Regions from separate parts of the Mus musculus genome. Here region 2 is linked to region 1. The links are chromatin contacts, called in public promoter capture Hi-C maps. All regions are on one chromosome and are shown on one strand. Each heading gives the region's core, a stretch centred on a gene start, on an enhancer-like site or on the middle of the called end of the contact. The rest is flanking DNA. Distances are from core to core; before and after follow the strand shown.

Region 1 (3,863 bases), core at 940-3,439:
CCAGTGTGTGCATTTCAGAGTCAAAGTACACACTGGGAACGCATCATGCCCAGGACTTGGGGATTAAGAGTTAGGACTGGGGCTCTGGTCACTGAGCCCCAAGCCACTGTTTCTTCAGATACTGAGGTAAATGTATTCAAGGCTATGCATGCAACAGCCCCCAATACTATATATTATATATATAATCTATATAGCCCCCTGTGCTAAAAATCAACAAGTGGATAGAAATGGGTGCAGGGTAACTGACAGACCGGGAGAGAGTTGCAATCTCCTGCCTACAGAGACAGTTTGCCTGCTTTTGTTTGTCTTGGGGGTGGGGGTGGGGGTGGGGTTGAGGTGTGGGGTAGGGGTGGGGGTGGGGGTGGGGTTGAGGTGTGGGGTATAGGGGTTGGGGCTGTGGGGTGGGGTGGGGGGTAGGGCTTCCATGATCTGTAGGATCCCCAGAGATCATGGCTTCCAGCTCTCTCTTCTTGTGTGGGTTCCCCTCCCCCAACTCATTCTTTTTCTTACATGCACCAGAGAATTTTACATTATTTCTGAATGCTTGCCTTCAACAAGGTGCAGGATGACACCCTGTCTCAGGAGGGCAGGGTTTTGTTTTTGTTTTTGTTTTTTTTTCTGATACCTATTGGAAACAGTGAAGAAAGACTGGAAGAAGCCTGTGCTTGCTAGAACAGGAGTTGTGCAAAGCCAGAACACTGCAGTGTGGCGTAGACATTTATTGCACATCAAATAGTTCATGAACTCCCTCTCGGTTCAGTGATGTTGTGGTCACGGGACCTGCTGGCCAATGAGACTTGAGCAGCAGTGAGATCTTCCCAAGGCTATGAGATTTCTCTTTCTTTGCTTAGGTGACCTTGGGAGCCATTGTTTAGCTAAATCCTGGGATTTTTTTTTTTTAGCAGTGGATCCTAACTTTGCTTGAGACAGGGGCATCTGCAGTCTGAGATGAGGAATTGGAGGAGGTTGGGCAGACTAGCTCCCAGGCTAGTTCTAGGCACAGAACCTAGGACCTCGCACATGTTAAGTAAAGGTACCATTGAGCTACAGTCCCAGGGCCCTTTTTTTTTATTTATTTACTTATTTATCTTATTTATTTATTACATGTAAGTATACTGTAGCTGTTATCCAGAAGAGGGCATCAGATCTCATTACAGATGGTTTTGAGCCACCATGAGGTTGCTGGGATTTGAACTCAGGACCTTTGGAAGAGCAGTCAGTGCCCTTAACCACTGAGCCATCTCTCCAGCCCCCCTCCCCCCTCTTTTTTTTTTTACTATGTTTTGATCCTAGGCTGCCATCTTAGGGCAAATGTGGCAATAAACTGAGAGGAGATGCTGACAAGCTAGCTCTGAGCCCCATGAAAAGCACTAATTGAGAGTTACCCTCACTCAGTTTTTCATACAGGCTTGAGCTGTCCCCAGCAGCCAACCACAGATGGGGCCTGGTCTCAGCACTCCAGTTCCGCTGTGTGCCAGTCCTGAGTCCCAAGTTCTCAAATAAGCCAACTGAGGCTTTGTTCTGGAGTCTCCCAAGACATCTCTTGGCTGAGAATGGTCCAGTCCCCTCACAGACAGCAGCAGGTGTGACAGATCCCGAGTCTCTAACCTCTATGTTCTCCTACCTCTATCCCTGGGCCTTGGGGCACCCTCTTTCTCTCCTGGAAAAGAAAGTGTAAAACGTTGGCTGGCCTCCCCTTGAGTAAATGAGGCCCCCATTCTTCCCTCCTTTTTCCACAGTGTCTCATCCTAGCCTGGATTCTGTCACCGTTTTAAGGTCACAGTCATGGGGGAGGGGAAATCCCAGTCCCTAATGAAGCTGGAATTCCTTCCTGTGTCCTTCAGTGTGCAAGCATGGACAGCTGAGAAGAGAAACCAGTCAGAAATAAGCAAGAATCTTCTAGCATGGGTACCTCCCTTACCTAGCAAAGGTCTTTTGCTGGTATTGCGTCCATCCTGGCTTCAAAACGTTGGGAAGAAGGTTCTTGTCTGGTATGAGGGTCCATTTGTGCCAGGGTTTCACCTCTTGCATTAGCTCCTGGAACACATGTCGCCATTGCTCTGTGTCTCCTATGTCTTCTTCCATCATGGCTACAGTGCTGGGTCCAGGCTGGGGCAGGGTCTTCTGGGTCCAGAAAGATCTGTGGCAAGAGGGGAATTGTTCACTCAGACAGCAAGGCTTCAGGCTGGCAGTCCCTCTGAGGACCTGAATTGGGACTGTAGTTCAGATCCTTCTGTCCCAGGGACAAAGGTCAGTTGAGTCTGTTCCCAAGTTCAGAGGACAGCAGTGGACAACCACAAGAAATCACAAAACTCCAAGCTTTGGTTTTTAAGGTCTCAATACACTAGTGAGGGAGAAAGTTCTGGAGTCCAAAGCAGGGATGAGCGGCCTCTGGCAGAGTCTCTGAAAGGGCTGGAGGCTACTCTTGCCTTTTCTGGTTTTAACATTTGGAAATCTTCATCTTTTGTGCTGCTGAGCTCCTACTTGAGGCAAAAGAGGCCTCCCTGGGAGTCCCACACTCTGGGAAGTCCTCAGTCACACCTAGTATCTCAGGAGGATGGTGGGTGATCTGTAGACATCCAGCTGTTCCCCGCGCCCACCAACCACAGCCTGACCCCGGAGGTCTCCGGCCCAACCAAATTTTCCACTTACCAGAAATCGAAGCTGGTGCAGCCAGTGTTTGCCTGGGAGATTAGGTGATGTGTCCCTAGATGAGTGGAAGGCTGCTGGTCCAAGACCAACAGGAACCCATTGCCTTCCTCCACAAGAAGGTTGGCTCACTATCACCCTAAACCGAGGAAGGCAGAGAGGAGCACAGTTGGATCAGGCAGTACTCTATTTAAGGCAGACAAGATTGGGAGTGTCTACACCCCGAGATTCCATCCACAGATAGGGTGGGTCTTCCTATCAACTGATTGCCCTGGCTGCTTCCCAAACTGGACGCTCCGCAGCCTGGAAGAAAAGAAGGAAACCAGGGGGGAGGGGCTTCCTGTGGTTTGGAAACTGAGTTTCTCCAGGCTTCTCCCGACCGCCTCTGCCCTACATCACAGCTTTATGGCCAGACTCACACCATGGTCTTTTCTCCCTGCTTTCATTTAGTTTCTCAATGTTATTTGCTCAGTTATAAATTAACTACATCATTTGGGAAGGTAGTTCAGTTTCTATTTTTTGGCTCTCCCCCTTTTCAGCTTTTCACTATGGGGTATCCTTCTCTCCCCCACCCCCAACCCCCAGTTGCTTATTCCGGCTTTCGATAAATAGGAGTTCTCTATTTATGGTCAATGGTGCTATGCTCCTCACATGTTTGGGGTCTTTCCTAGAGGTCTCACTGTGTAAGACAGTCCCTAGGGCTGGTGCTGACATATTTCCGAGAGAAAGGAGGCTACTGTGTTTCTAATATGGAAAGTACAAATGTTAGGGGAGTTTGTTCCTAGTTGTGGTGCCGGCTGTGGACTCACTGTTGATAAGTCAACAACTGAACATAAACTGGGTCAGCTTTAAACAAAGGTTTAAAGCTAGGCTTGCATTAGCCTCTCCTGGGGAAAAGGGTGAATGCCTAGTCACAGGGATGTCACTGAGCTTGTACTGGTCAGGTGACTGAAGCACAAGCAGAGGACTGCTAGACCCTCACGTAGTCCCCTTAGGAGAAACGGCTCTGTGTTCAAGACAACAGTTAGGGCCTCCATGTGCAGCAGGAATTAACTATGCCTTCCTTTGCTCACCTCGTGGTGGCTTGCCTCCTCTCCTGCATTATACAGGAGAGCTAAGTTGGTAGTGAAACTAAATCTTTGCCTCTCTCCAATTTTTTTTTTTAAGAATTTCTTTTCTTTCTTTCTTTCTTTTTTTTTTTTTTTTTTAAGATT
Region 2 (3,863 bases), core at 895-3,394, 130 kb after region 1:
TCCACAAAGAAAGTGACTTTCATTTCTTCAGCAGCTCTCAACTCTCCATAGCTCCCGAGTTATGGCTGGCGCCTCAGGAGTCCCTTTGCCAGCCATGCTGAAATTTTGACTGACTTGCTCACACAACTCCTAGTAGTTTATTTTTAATGTCTGAACTAATGATGTTTCCAGATATGTGTTTCAAATAAAGGAACATTGTCCAGCTTTTGCCAAGATAGTTCCATCTAAAAATATGAAAAGACAAGAGAAACATGAAAAACACATTATTGTCATTAATATCAGAGACATTCATGTTAAAAATATATCCACTTTCACAGATTCTGGTAGTTGAAATAAAAAATACAATATCTGATGCAGGCAAGTAAAATCAGCAATGAATATTTGTTATTAAAAAAGGAAGCACTTTATTTCTTGGCATTATCTAAGAAAACTATGAAAGATTTGCTGTGGAAAGAATAAATATGTATGGATCCAGCCATCACACTTTCCAAAAAGTATAAACATTTGCAAAATTTTCCTTCATCTATTAATATATCTGTGGAGCAGCCAGCCCACACAGACCTGGGGCATTCACATGTCAGAATATTCCATAAAGATCTGGGAACAGATATTTTTGGCAGAAAGAGAGACTTAATGTGCCGAGAACGACTGCCTACCACGTAATTCAGGGTTACAGCCTGAGTCAGGGACTCCTCGCTGTGACAAAGAGTGTCAGTCTACAACATTCTTTCGAATCGTTTATTATAGACTCTTTCAACAAGAGGAGTCGTTTTTGTTTTCAGTTGCCAAATAGGTGGCAAAATATGAAGGAGAAGTAACAGCGAACTTCTAAAGCTGCTTCACAACACTAGTGTTAACGCCTATTTTTACAATGAAAGAGAGCTAGGTGTGGTGGCGCTTGCCTGTGACCCCAGCACTGGAGTGGCTGCTAGCTTTGCCGACCTGGTAAATTCCAGGTCTATGTGAGATTTAATAATGTCTTTAAAAAACCAAGGAGCATGACTCCAGGGAAATACCACCCAAAGTTGCTGTCTGTGAGCCAATTGTAGACAGACAGACAGACACACAGTTTCTCTCAGCACACTTTTCTCTGTGTGCTGAACCTCCAGGATTGATTGATCCCACAGTGGCAGCCCCGTGAACATGAAAGGTTAATCAAGCCTTTGATATCTCAGTGGATACGGGCAGCTCTGAAAGTCCTTTTAGAAGCCATCAGACAAAATCCAAACATGTCATCCGTGGGCTTATTCGTGGGCTTCTGAAATCTGCAGTTTTTGCAGATGGGAGGTCGTGCCTAAGACCATTTTGTGCCCTTTCCCCCAGATACCTGCTCGGCTATCACTTCCTGCCAGAGGTCTTCTCTCACCATCTTCTCCAGCCAGAGGCCTCACCCTCAAAATGTTCTCATCATTGCTTGCCGCTGAGTTCACGACAATCTGTCATTACCTTGTTTATCTGATCAAGTTCATCTACTCAATTAGAAGGCAAGTTTCCCCGAGAGCATGATCAGGGCTTCCGGTGCCTGGAACTTTGAACGTGAGGGCCTTCCCCAGATACTTTTGGGATTGAAGAACATGCCTACGATTTGGGTCTGTGTGTTTGTGTGTGTGCGCGCGTGTGTGTGATGTGTACAGGTCTCACTGTGATAATTCAAACTCCTTTGCCCTGCCACAGGTTCCAGGGTACCCGGGACAACAGGTGTATAGCATCATACCTGATTTTATGCTGGGAATGGCACCCAAGGTTACAGATATGCTAAGTAAGCACCCTATTACCTGCGCTACAGCCTCAGGTGGAAATCTCTTTAAAAACAGGTATTTTCATTTCGTTCAGCCACACCCACCCTCCACATCCTTTCCCACAGACTGCGCGCCAGGTGCCTCACTCACCCAAAACCTCCCACCAGACCGCTTTGAGGCCACCTGGCTAAGTACGGTTACGAAACGCTCAGATACCAACGCTCGGGACCAGGCCCGGCTTGAGCCAGTGCGTGTCGAGCGTGTCTCCCTCCCCGTCACCCGCGAGCCCTGCGCTCCGCGGTCCAGCCAGTAGCCTCCGAGCCGCGCGCGTCCGCTACCCCGCCGCCTGCCACAAGTACTTCCGGGTGAGCGGGTCGCCGGCCGGTGGCCCCGCCCCTCTGCCCCGCCACCGCCGCAGCTGCAGCCGCTGCTCGGGCTGCGGCTCGTCCCGGGTCGCGTTCGCTGTGTCGGCCGCGGGGCGAAGGGCGCGCTCAGTGTGACTCCACGACCGGCCGCGGCGCGAGGAGCCCTTCTTTTTGTCTCCCTGCGGCCCGCGGGGTGGACGGTGCGGGGGGGTGCAGAGTGTGGCCGGCGCTCTCCTCTCCCGGCTCCCGGGCGGCCGCTCCGGCCCTTCCGGGCGGCGCCGCAGCCTCATCCCGCGCCACACGCAGGTAAGGGCAGGCGGCGGACCCGGCTGTCTCCAGGCGCTGCCCAGTGGCGGCTCCGGGCTGGGGTCGCCCGGCGGGTCCCCTGCTCCCGCTTCGCCCGCCCCCCGCGGGGGAAGAAGGGGTTACGCCCCTTGGACCGGGCATCACTTGGGACAGCTGGGTGCTCCAGCTCCCGTTGCTCCCGGCGCCACACTCCCGCAGACTCTGTCCTCAGTCTGTCCCGGGAGGGGCCGCCCCGGGAACGGTGTCAGGCCGGTGGAGGGCGTAGCTTTTTGAGTGAGATTCCCCCCTCTCCTGCTTCCTTCTTGATCTGAACTGAAGCGCGCGGGCTTACCAGGCTCAGGGCAGGACGGTCAGGGTTAATGCTTGACTAACAGCGGGCGTTATTTACACCCACATTGTGGAGTTTCATAGCTCCAGTCAGGCCTGGTTTCCCTTTGCTGTGGATATCCAGCAGGAAGCAAGGGACATAAGAGAACCCAGAGGAGAAAAGTTCAAGCGTTTGCTTTGTGTATTATGTTCCCCACCTCGAGACATACAAATATAACGTAGAAACGTGGCTAAAGGGTATCCCAAACTTTCAGTATTTGTAGCCCCTTTTGCTTTTCCCATTTAGTGACTCAGCATTTTTGCCACGGTTTTTCTACAGTAGCTTGATTGACTGAAAACTCTGTAAGGATAACAGTGACTGCTATTCGTGTTGTGTTATCGCAGCGAGAAGAGGTGCAGTCAGGGTATCGACAGATACATTCTTAATCAGTGTTGGACTTTTTCTCCCCAGTAGGTGTGAAAAGCTGCAATTGCTGAAGAATGTGTGTTGCAGTAAGAGTTAGTTGGCCAAGTTTACCGTAGCTTCAATGTCTTGCAGAGTTAGCCCCGATTAACCAACATCATGCTCTGTTTAACAACTACAGGGATCCTATGACCTCGTATTTAATACACTCATGCCGAGTAAGAACTTCGGAAAGTGTGATTCACGTCGGAAGTGAGGTCACACTCTGACTCGTAGATCGGGATCTTCCCATTGAAATAGAGGAAAGCCAGACCTTTTCTGCCCGTTTAATTAGATAATTGTACTCTTTTTTTTTATAGCGAGTGATGTATAATGTTTGGTTCTGTTTGTTGCTGGGTGGTGATTGTCATGCACTATGGCATGGAAATCAAACGTTAAAATTTGTATAATGTTTTGTTTTGTAATACTTTGTTGGACTGCTGTGATTTTTAAGTCCCCCCCCCCTTTTTTTTTTTACCAGATGTGGGAAGACAAATGAAGGGATTTAGAAGCCAAGTAAATGTCATTGGGAAGGAGAGCTACCACCACTGAGGTAGGAAATAGTACTGTGTACTATATAAAATAGCTTTTTGAGTGGGAAGCTGCAGCACTTTGCCATCCTATCCTTAAAGATGCTGAATGAGACTATATTAACTTCTGTTCTGGAAGGAATTGTGTTGAAGT

What was found. Capture Hi-C pulls out chosen DNA fragments and counts their contacts.
Region 2: a promoter capture Hi-C map of adipose tissue shows a contact between it and region 1. The contact joins the promoter of Lrrfip2 here to the promoter of Rtp3 in region 1. A contact is called at or near these places in 17 of 39 promoter capture datasets (the 3T3-L1 cell line, 3T3-L1-derived adipocytes, the C10 cell line and 11 more), 1 of 15 datasets of contacts at CTCF or cohesin (CD8 T cells), 1 of 484 Hi-C or Micro-C datasets (CD4 T cells), 3 of 115 datasets of contacts at active chromatin or transcription factors (bone marrow-derived macrophages, effector CD8 T cells and memory CD8 T cells) and 3 of 9 other capture datasets (adipose tissue, bone marrow-derived macrophages and liver).

What each region holds. Positions count from the first base shown.
Region 1 is chr9:110,987,524-110,991,386 of GRCm38.p6, forward strand. Rtp3 (receptor transporter protein 3) reads right to left here and starts at 2,190. Exons shown (of 3, transcript NM_153100.2): 1 at 1,922-2,190. The coding sequence starts at 2,088. Gm10030 (predicted gene 10030) reads left to right here and starts at 1,976. Exons shown (of 7, transcript NR_152179.1): 1 at 1,976-3,863.
Region 2 is chr9:111,115,980-111,119,842 of GRCm38.p6, forward strand. It overlaps Lrrfip2 (leucine rich repeat (in FLII) interacting protein 2), which reads left to right and starts at 2,145. Exons shown (of 15, transcript NM_001374664.1): 1 at 2,145-2,410; 2 at 3,661-3,732.